2 separate regions of the Sus scrofa genome follow, and region 2 is linked to region 1. The links are chromatin contacts, called in public HiChIP or PLAC-seq maps. All regions are on one chromosome and are shown on one strand. The core of a region is the stretch at or near the end of the contact, and the rest is flanking DNA. Distances in the headings are between cores, read along the strand shown.

Region 1 (5,328 bases), core at 1,918-4,417:
TGATGGAAATTTTGGAAAGGAGCATGAAGAAGTATCCTCTCATAAAAGATTAGCAAATAGCGTGTAGAAAAACGGAACTGAATGTGCTTTGGGATTTTTGAAACTTTTGACTAAATCTTCAATGATCCGTAGGTTCTTGGACTTATGATTAGCTATTTGTTTGTTTGTTTTGACTATCTCTTTTCTAGATTTTAAGAGCCTTCAACAAAGACAGGCTGGCAATCCCTTTATGAAAAGGGAAGGAAAATGAGTTATTCAAAATTAGGCACAGGAAAAATTCAGAATGACAGTATCATGCACTTCAAATGCAGTTTTAAAGGAGTTAAGGGCTCTTTCATCATCAAATCATAGTTCTGCTTCCCATGATGTCTGTAATTAGAGACTCAGCTCACTCATTATGAATTTATTCCAAAGGACACAAGTGTTCCAGTTACACCCTCTCTAGAAGATCATCTCTTGGGAATATGCACCTTTTAGGAGTTAAATGCTCAAGATCCAAAGCCAGACTAGAGTGGAATTCAGCCCTACCACTTCCCAGCTGTGTGATCTTGGCTAAATTTCTTGGCCACTCTGGGCCCTAGCCATCCATGGGTAAAATGAGGAAGTTGATTGTCCTCACCATATAGGTGACAGGGATGATGTGAGTTGCTATTCACAACGCACTTAAAGCAGAGCCCAACCCATGGAAAATGCTTCATGATAGTGCCTGTTCAATAAAACTTGACATTCCAGCAGTGGTTTCTCATCACTTCCTATGGGCTGCCTTCTGCCTTCTGAATTTAACCATGGTGTACATTAACCCAAGCAACTTGGAGGCCTTATTCTCAGAGTACCTACTTTTCTTTCCCTTGCCCTAGTTTTTCAGTAGAAAAACAAAGATCAAGTTAACAGGCCTGGCTTCCTCTAGAAAGGACTCCCAATGCATCAATTCTTTCTTGTTTGTCCTCAGCAGACTGGAATCATGGAGGCTTTGACCTTCTGCTTTTAATTATGGGGAATGTGACTGACCACCCTGCTTTCAAGGTCCCTGCTGTTAGCCTGTTAGTTCCTATAGACAGCTTGAACCAGCACAAGGAGGCTGGAGCAAGAGTCCAACTAGGCATAGGGGTACAAATATGTTGGGGAGGGGTCCAGTCGCCACATCTTTTTTATTTCCTGGCCCATGAGGAGGTGGAAGCGATCATAGGGCACTGGTTCCTAAGGTTTCTCTGGAGCAGTGCTTCTCAAACAGGGTGACTGTAGCCCTCGGGGACATTGGGTCTTGCCTACAGACAGTTTCCGTTGTCATGTCTTGAAGCGATAGCGCCACTGGCATCTAGTGGGTGGGGATGGGGACACGGCTATACCTCCTGCCACGCACAGGCCCCCTCAACAAAGCATGAGTGAGGGGCAGAATCAGAGCTGCAGCTGCCTGTCTATGTCACAGCCACAGCAATGCCAGATCCAAGCCCCATCTATGACCTACACCACAGCTCGTGGAAAGGCTGGATCCTTAACTCACTGAGCAGGGCCAGGGATTGAACCTGTGTCCTCATGGATATGTGTTGGGTTCATTTCCTCTAAGCACAACGGGAGCTCCACCTGCGTTTCTCAGAACTGAGATCTCAGGCTCTGCCTCTTAGTTTTACTGGGAGTAGAAGCTCGTGGTGCCAAGGCACACATGGCCCAAGTAGGGACCCGGAGTCAGCCCTAGGCTCCTTCCATCCACCCCACACCTCACCCACTCATCAGCCATTTACTACCAGCAGCAAGATGAGCCAGTCCTCAAGGGTGCATTAGATGCTCATGCTCGACCACAGGAAGGATGGGATTGGGGTTCACATTTTGGATTTGGTTTACCATACTGTGTAAACAGGAAATGGGAAAATCAAGCAGAATGGAGTCTAAGGGAAAAAGGCAAGCCAAATAGAAAGGAAAGGTTCTATGATGGGTAGAAGCCACCTGAGGGTTCTGTGCCAGGCCCCCCTCAGGCTAGTACGCAAGGTGGTGTCATCACAGTCACACTGCACAGATGCGAAAGGGATGCCAGAGAGGGGAGGTCTTCTCCCCAAGGTGACTCTGCAGGAGCAGAGCTGGCCTTTGCGCAGGGGCTCTGCCCTGGTCACAGGAGGCGAGTGGGTAAGGCAGAGAGCATCCGCTCCCCCTGGGCTCTGCTGTACAAGCTGTGTGGTCCAGAGGCAGGCTGGCTTGCTTTCTTTCTTTCTTTCTTTCTTTCTTTCTTTCTTTCTTTCTTTCTTTCTTTCTTTCTTTCTTTCTTTCTTTCAAGGGCTGCACCTGCAGCATATGGATGTTCCCAGGCTAGGGGTCAAATTGGAGCTGCAGCTGCTGGCCTACACCACAGCCACAGCAATGCCAGATCTGAGCCGCATCTGTGACCTATGCCGATGCAGCTCAAGGCAACATCAGATCCTTAACCCACTGAGCAAGGCCAGGGGTCGAACCCATGTCCTGGACACTAGTCAGGTTCGTTACTGCTGAGCCACAAGGGGGAACTCCCCTGGTGGCCTTCTTAACTCATCTTTGCTTCATGCTCCTTTTAAAATTTTAATTAAATGAGGCTTCCGGGGTGTACTTTTCTCACAAAGCTTTTGATGAAAAGAAATGATGGCAGGGACATGCCTCTGGGAGAACGTTAGATGTTTTCAGTATTTACAAACGTCAACATAACTTTAATTACCGAACTGACACGAAGACCAGACCTTTCCTTCTACGAGCCTGGGACAGAGGCACTGTGCCCCCACTGTGCGCTCCCTGTCACTTGCCCTGGATGTTTCCAGAACCCATCACAGGGCCTAGGCCACAGGAGTTTTCCAGGCTCATGTGAGGCCACAGGGGTCAAAGTCCCTGTCTGATTTCGACTCCTTCAGGCTCTGCGGTCTTTATAGAAAAGCAGCTGAGAGAGGAGGCTGTTTTGAAACTCCAGCTGCTTCTGTGGAAATGACCAGTTGGATTCTACACTGACCCGGTGGGGGTGAAATCAGAGCACAAAATGGCAAAAAGCCCTGGCCTCAGGGGAAGCCCACTGTGGGCGTGTCAGCATGGGCCTGGGGCCAGGCCTCCCCAGAAAGAACCAAATAAAGCCTGAGTAAAGTTCAAGTGGAGCTGGGGTCCAGGGAGGAGAAGGAAGCCCGGGGTGGGGGCACTGTAGAAGGAAGAGAGAGATTGGAGAGATAGAGCCTGCAGAAGTGGGGCTAGGGTGGCCAGGCCCTGGGTGTATGCAGACGGCACTCACTAAGCATAAGAAGGGCATTTTCTGAGTCATAAGAGTTTCCCCAGCTATCATCTTCAGTTTACACTACAGAGTTTTTATTTCCCTGTCAGATGCACACAAGGAAAGCAAGTCTTTTGAGCTAACACAGAATCCCCTTTCCAAAGGAGCTTTATTAGTTTATTATTACTTTTTATTGCGAAGAATAATTAGCACGAGCGCCTTTTAATTTGTTCCCATTAAGATGTTTGCATAACAACAATTAGAGGCTGGCGGGGCTCCCTGCTTCTAGGCAAACAGGGGACTCTCCCTGGCTGGGAGCTGGCTTCCAGGGGGGGAAATGTAATTAATTACTGCGTCCTTTGCCACGTGGAGCCCAGGGAGAAAGGGAAGGAACTTTCTGCGCCTCTGTGGTAACTCACTGTAGACTAATCAGATGAAAAATGCCTTTTATACAAATAAGGTTAAAGAGGAAAAAAAGAAAACCTCAAACCCACCTACTTGAGAAAAGGATTTATAATGATGTCAGAAGGCTGGTGACGGGGACTTTCGAAATTACAGATGTTTCTGCAGAAGGATCGAGAGAATTATCCTCAAAGGTCCACCAGTGAGTGGGTCTCTGGCTTCGCAACTGGGACCTGTGGTGTGGGAGGGTCCAGGTTACAGTGGGGAGAGGGGGTTGTGTGTGTGTGGGGGGTATGTGGCCACTTTTGTTGTCACAGCTGAATCAGCTGCTTCTGGGTAGAATTTTTATCCCAGCCACAGGAGTACCTGGATGTGAGGGTTTGCTGGGAGCTCCACTGAAAACCCTGGCCAGGGTCGAGGTGCTGACAGGCTGGCTCCCAGGAGCTTGCTGGCTTCCTAAAGGATGGACTTGGGTATGAGGTCCCTAATTTGGGGGTGGGTCCTTCTCTGGGTTTTCTGTACTTGGATCCCAGGACATGGACTGGGATGGGGCAAGAGAGGCACCCAGGACATAGAATTTAAGTTGGTGCTGTCTCTCCAAGTTATGCAAGTTCAGGGTCAGCCTTATATGACCCCAAGAGTGAGCACTTCTTTAAGGTTTCTTAAGGAAGCACATTGCTGAATCAAACCAGTCTTATCTCAGATGGACAAATTTGATGAGTTGGCTGGAAAGAAAGACTTAGGCATGGTCTCCCCAAACTCCCACCTCCCAGCCAGCATCTCATCATCATCTTGGGAACAGGTGATTTTGATGTTCATTTCAGTTTGAGCTCTGCTGGCTTGGAGAACATCTTTTGTAGACAATCCTGGAACCACCAGAATGTCTCCCTTGGGGGCAGCTCTGATGGGTAGGGGCTATGAGCATGAAATTAGTGAGCCGGGGAGGCATCAATACCAACAGTGGGGACCTAAAGCCACCGGAAGCCTCCAGAGGATGCATTGCAGTCCAAGAAATGGACTTGACAGTGGACAGTGGCCCCAGCTTGAGGTCACCCAAGGATCAGCCCCACACAGCATCGCCTGCTGATCACAGGGACCTTGGCAAGTCTCTAGCTCCATAAAGCTCAGCTCTCTAGCAGGTCAAACTGAAAGAGCAGCATCCATTCTCTGCCTTGCCAGCAGAAGGTGGGGGCTGCAGAGTGCATCCGCCATTTGGACCTGGGTCCCTCATTTACCAGCAGCCCAACCTCAGGCAGCTGTCCTAATCTCTATATGCCACATTCCCCTCAATCAATAGGATTAGTCATGAGATTAGCTGCTCACAGGTTTGTGTGAAGAATTTAATGAGGTAACACCAGAAAAAGTCTGGAGCAGGTCCAGTGTGGCACATAGTATATGCTCAATAAACACTACCTGTTGCCATGGTCAGTTTTAATATTCCTGAGCTTAGCCCTCTACCAAAGAGGGCTAAGGCCATTTCTGCACCCCTCTCTGGCGAGGCGAAGAGACCAGGTTCTTTATCCTACTATGTGCTCGTTCCTGGCACCGCTATGGGGCCATGTTCTGGGCCTAGCAGAGTTGACTTTCCTTCGCGGCCTCTGTTTCCCACACCTTTGGTGGCACTTTCCCGTTACCTTACATACTGACCTCCTCTCTGTGTCCACTATTTTGTGTATATTATCTCAAAGTCTTTTGACAACCATCCAAAGTAGGGA
Region 2 (5,328 bases), core at 2,031-4,530, 460 kb after region 1:
AGCAAGCATGCTCTGGAGAGAAGAGCGAGGATGTGGCTGGGTTGGTAGATTGAAAATGAGATTACAGGTGTGTGTCACGGATGCAATTAGTCAAATCCATGGAAATCAGGGCCAGCGATGGGATTCTACCAGAAGAAACACTACAGACTTGGACCAAAGAGGACAGCGATGAGACAAAAGGAGAGGTGGTTGCACTTTGGCCGTCATACAAGGACAACAGAGCTATGTGTTCCAGCTGTGAACACATGTTATCCTTCAACGAAAGGGAAGAATGATCCTGAAGATGATTCAGAGATTGACAGGGCTGTGGCTCTTACCACAAGGCCATCAGGTACAGGCCCCAGGGAGTGAGGCTGTCTTTTCCTCATTTTCAGAAAGCCAGGCTGCAGTCACTCAGAGCCTCACGGAAGGAACTGCTGGTATCTCGATCTCAGACATGCAGCCTCCAAAACTGTGATAAAATATGTCTGTGTTGGTATTTCATTCATGGTATTTTGTTAGGGCAAGCCTGGCGAACTAATACACCATATTACAAGAGGGGAAATAAATTTTTCAAATTAATTTTAACATCTTCTTGACCCAACAGATCCAAAAATATTATCATTTTAACATGGAATGAATATAAAATTATTAATCAGCTATTTCACATTCTTTGTTGGTACAAAGTCTTCCAAACTCTTACCACACATCCCAATTTGGATGCGTCACATTTCAAATGTCCAACAGTGATGGTGGTCACACAACTGGACAGTACAATCACAGACTACACAACAACCCATCATTAATTGCCCTTCTTTTTGCAAAGATTTTGGGCAATAATTTTTTTTTCATCTTTCGTCCTTTTAGGGCCGCACCCATGGCATATGGAGGTTCCCAGGCTAGGGGTCTAATTAGAGCTGTAGCCACAGCAATGCCAGATCCGAGCCACCTCTGTGACCTACACCACAGCTCATGGCAATGCCAGATCCTTAACCCACTGAGCAAGGCCAGGGATTAAACCTGCAACCCCATGGCTCCTAGCTGGATTCGTTTCTGCTGAGCCACGACAGAAACTCCCAAAATTTTTTAAAGCAATTGGTGTCTACAAGTAGACATCAGGTTTCTTTCTTCCTCCCTTCCTTCGTTTGTCTTTTTAGTGCCACACCTGCAGCATATGGAAGTTCCTGGAGCCAGAGGTAGAATCAGAGCTACGCCTGCAGCCTGTGCCACAGCCATGGCAATACTGGATCCCAGCTGCACTTGTGACATATGCTATTCCATAGCTGGTGACAATATTGGATTCTTAACTCACTGATCAAAGCCAAGGTTTGAACCTGTATGCTCACAAGACGTCAGATCCTTAACCTACAGCGACACAATGGGAACGCCTAAATATAAGGTTTCTTTCTAGACTTCTGATTTACACCCTGTGGGGGTCAACTGTTACTATAGATAAAGAATTTCTACTCAAATATGGAAATTAGAAAGCAATCAGAAAAGCTATTCAGGAGTTCCAATTGTGGTGCAGTGGAAAAGAATTGGATTAGTATCCATGAGGTTATGGGTTCGATCCCTGGCCTCGGTCAGTGATCCAGCATTGCCATGAGCTGTGGTTTAGGTCACAGATGTGGCTCGGATCCTGCCTTGCTGTGGCTGTGGTGTAGGCTGGCATTTGTAGTTCCAATTCGACTCCTAGCCTGGGACCCTCCATAGGCCGTGGGTGTGGCCCTAAAAAGCAGAAAAAAAGAAAAAGAAAGAAAATAGAAAAGTTATTCAAAACCAATGATCCAGCCATATTTTGCATCTTAGGTGCAATAAGGATCACCTGAGCACAAGATGACTCTGATAAAACCTCTCAGCCTGAGTTCCCCCCAAATCCATATTCTTTCAGGGACTGAATCCTGCTGTTTCCCCCAAACTGGAATATTGTTTTCCTCAAATTCCTGGACTCCTTGAATTCATCCACTTCCAGTTCAGATCTGAGGTCCTCTGCCACTCGCAACATGGTCCTCACAGTCTGGGAATGTGCTGCCCTCCCTGCTTACAACTCAGGATAAAACCGAAAATTTTCCCATGTCCTCTAGGCTCCCATATGCTCAACATCCAACTTACTGTCCCAGATCCACGTAGAGTCTCTCACCTTCACTCGCTCTAAGCTCCAGCCTCGTGATTTCATGATCTTGCCTCACACACCCTGCCATCCCACGAGTACAGGTCTCAGCTTAAATGGCACCTCCTCCAAGAAGCCTTCCTGGCCCAGAGCCCCTTGCTCACATTCCACCTGGCAAAAGACTATTTGTATTGACCACCTTTCACCTCTCAAAATGTTCTTTTTAAATTAATAGCTACTTTTAGAGCAGTTTCAGGTTCACAAAAAAATTGAGCAAAAAGTACAGATCGTTCCCATGGACTCCTTCCCACACCACGATATTCCCCTCTTATTCACGTCTTGTATTAGTGTGTGGTATGTTTGTTACAACTAAAAATATTACATTATTATTAACGAAAGTCCATAGGTTACACTTGTGTTGATTCTTTGGGCTGTATATTTTATGGGTTTTGACAGTTGTCTGGTGTTATATGCCCACCGTGACAGTATCATACAGAATTAGTTTCACTGCCTTAAAAACCCCTTGTGCTCCATTCACTCACCCTTCCCTCCCTCCCCTCAACCTCTGGCAACCACTGATATTTTGCTTGTCTTTTTTTCAACAGTTTGCCTTCTCAAGAATGTCATTGAGTTGGAATCATATAGTATTAGCCTTTTCAGAGGGGTTTCTTTCACTTAGCAATACATATGTAGGGTTCCTCCGTGTCTTTTTGTGGCTTATATTTCATTTATTTTTATTGCTGAATACTATTCCATTGTATGGATATAGCACTCTATTCATTCACTTGCTGAAGGACATGCTTTCAAGTTTTGGTAACTATGAATAGAGCTGCTATAAATATCTGTGTGAACATAGGTTTCTCAGCTCATTTGGGTAAACACCAAGGAACACCATTGCCAGATCACATGGTAAGACTCTGTTTCACTTTGCAAGAAACTACCAGACTGCAAAATGTTTTCTTGATTGCCATTATCATTTTACCTTCTTTTTTTGGAACAGTAATGTTTGAGAGTTAATCTAAACCATACTGGTCTTATTATAGTCACAAAACTAAAGCCTTGGGGAGGAAGGAGGGGCAGCAGATTGAGAAGGAAAGAAAGAAAGAAATTGCTTAGGAGAGCAAGACCCTTTTGCACAGCCTGCTTGGTAAGAAGGAGGATTTCCTGTTTTCTCTGCATTACAGACCACATGCTGCTGGTCTCATCATCACAGACAAACAGCAGCATCTGCCAGCCTGCTGGGCAGTCACAAGCACAGAGCTTCTGAGTTGCAGAAACACCTCTTGATAAATTCCACTCCTCCCGGGCCAGAGGTTTACATGACCTGTTGCAGCCCTTTTGGACACAACCTGAACACAAGCAAGGTGAATTTTTCCTCTGTATCTTGTTAACACACATAGAACAGGAGAGACTGAACCCATGACTGTTAATGATCACAGCAGAGAGTCAATGCCAAAGCATCACAGTCAGTGCCAAAACCCTGACATTCACCCAAAGCAGCCACTCCTGAAACTTCTTCACTGAACAGTCTTGGGCTCAACCTGGAAAAGCACATTTCATGAGTAAGGAGGGCAAGCTGCACCCAGATTGGGGGCCACTTGCCTTGTAATCTTAGGAACTTCACTGACTTCTCTGCCTCCCACGTCCACCATCAGCAACCAACCTTAAACTGGAATAACATCGAAAACCATGTGAGCCACTCAGACAAAACACAATTTATAATATTTTAATCACTACCGGGCTAGACAAGCCTCTCCCAACACAAACTTCCCACACTTCTTCCATTCCTTTTATTTCCCTCCCACGAATCCACAGAGTCCCTCCACGGAGGAGATATTGCAAAACCTCTGCAGCAAATGGGATGTAGCTTCCAGTCGTTTGCGTGTCTTCATGGGAACTGATACAAAAATGTGGTTTCATGTATCAGGAAAGCTTCTTCCAAGGCAGATGGGTGACACTGCCCATTTAAGATGTTAACTCAAGACCAGTACCTCTCTGCAGGGTATGTTGGCTCTAGAAACCTTGTACCTGGGTTAGGATCTGTAGGTGGTTTCTGCTGAAGAAAATGCATGTAAATTAAGAGACAAAACTCTGACTGGGCCTTTCAGGTTTGGTTGGTTGTTTTTTGTTTGTTTTTGTTTTGTTTTGTTTGTTGCCTCTTACAAAAGAGATGGCCTAATATTTCCCTTTAAGTTTATGATAAATTGAAAATTGTGTTTGTTTTTTTTTAGGTTATAAATGTCAAAAGAAGCCTATCCTTTGTATCAGGCAGAGTTAAAATATGCTTACCTTCTTTTTTTTTTTTTTAACCTGGAAAAATTCCCCTGAATTGAAAAATAAGCCTCCGCTCTTTGTGTAAGTCACAACAAGGCTTCTTTGGGGGCAAACCACTGTCTGCAGGTTTCCGATAGAATCTTTGCAGCAAACCCAGCAGCCACACACACAGCCGTGCCAAGATTCTCGCCAAGACGTCTTCCAAATTAGTAGTAGTAGTATCATTATTATTTTTGGTTATTCTTTTTGCCCAGAGCAAATACTGAAGTATAGAACCTTTAGAAATGCTCTGAATTTCATTACAAAGAAAATCACAAATATTGCTTCATAATCTCTTGCTTTCATTTAATCTCAGTCAGTGGGAGAGAGAAGTGCCATTACTTTGTCTAGCCATCCTCCTGACTCTGAGGGTTGGAAACCCAGGGCTGAGGGACCCACAAGACCCATAGGTGGAGTACACGGTACAGGCTTTCATCCCGCAGTCCTACTCAAGGCTTCAGACATTGGATCTGGCTCACCAGGGACTTGTCTGCATCTAGCAGGGCTGCAAAACCCGTTCTTGGGCTGGCACAACACATGTTTCTAAGCTTTACATTTTCCTTTCTCTGTTTTCCTAAAGCTGTGTCATCTTCTCGCAAAAGGAATAGCCCATCCCACAGATTTAAAGATGATAAAATGTCCAGTGAGTCTATTAAGACGAATGGATTCCATGTCCCACGAGTAAAGTCCCCTTGTACATGTACTCCTGCATGCTGAGCATGACACACAGGCAATTTGCCATCCCTGTCCACCAAGAGTAAGCTGTGATGACAGAGAGCTTTGAAATATAAGACGCTGTGATGCTTTTGTCATTTCTTGGGGACATCTTGTGTGTCTGTGCTATGAATTTTATGATAAACATGTAAATGCTGGAATGCAAGACAGTAAAGCTGCCCTGTAGAAAAGTTTTTGTGCATATATATAAA

What was found. HiChIP or PLAC-seq counts read pairs in DNA pulled down with a chosen protein or histone mark.
Region 2: a contact with region 1 is called in an H3K27ac HiChIP or PLAC-seq map of alveolar macrophages. The contact joins two enhancer-like sites. A contact is called at or near these places in 2 of 2 datasets of contacts at active chromatin or transcription factors (alveolar macrophages and skeletal muscle).

What each region holds. Positions count from the first base shown.
Region 1 is chr13:198,616,399-198,621,726 of Sscrofa11.1, forward strand. The region is part of intron 1 of RUNX1 (runt related transcription factor 1); the gene reads right to left. Among named protein-coding and RNA genes, the nearest start is that of RUNX1, 16 kb to the right of the region's middle. Within about 2 kb of position 3,168, at least 24 of the 83 cell types and tissues checked have an H3K27ac peak or open chromatin away from gene starts, as enhancers often do. A contact at or near this core is called in alveolar macrophages and skeletal muscle, where this site is marked.
Region 2 is chr13:199,071,976-199,077,303 of Sscrofa11.1, forward strand. No RefSeq gene overlaps it. Among named protein-coding and RNA genes, the nearest start is that of RUNX1, 440 kb to the left of the region's middle. Within about 2 kb of position 3,281, at least 20 of the 83 cell types and tissues checked have an H3K27ac peak or open chromatin away from gene starts, as enhancers often do. A contact at or near this core is called in alveolar macrophages and skeletal muscle, where this site is marked.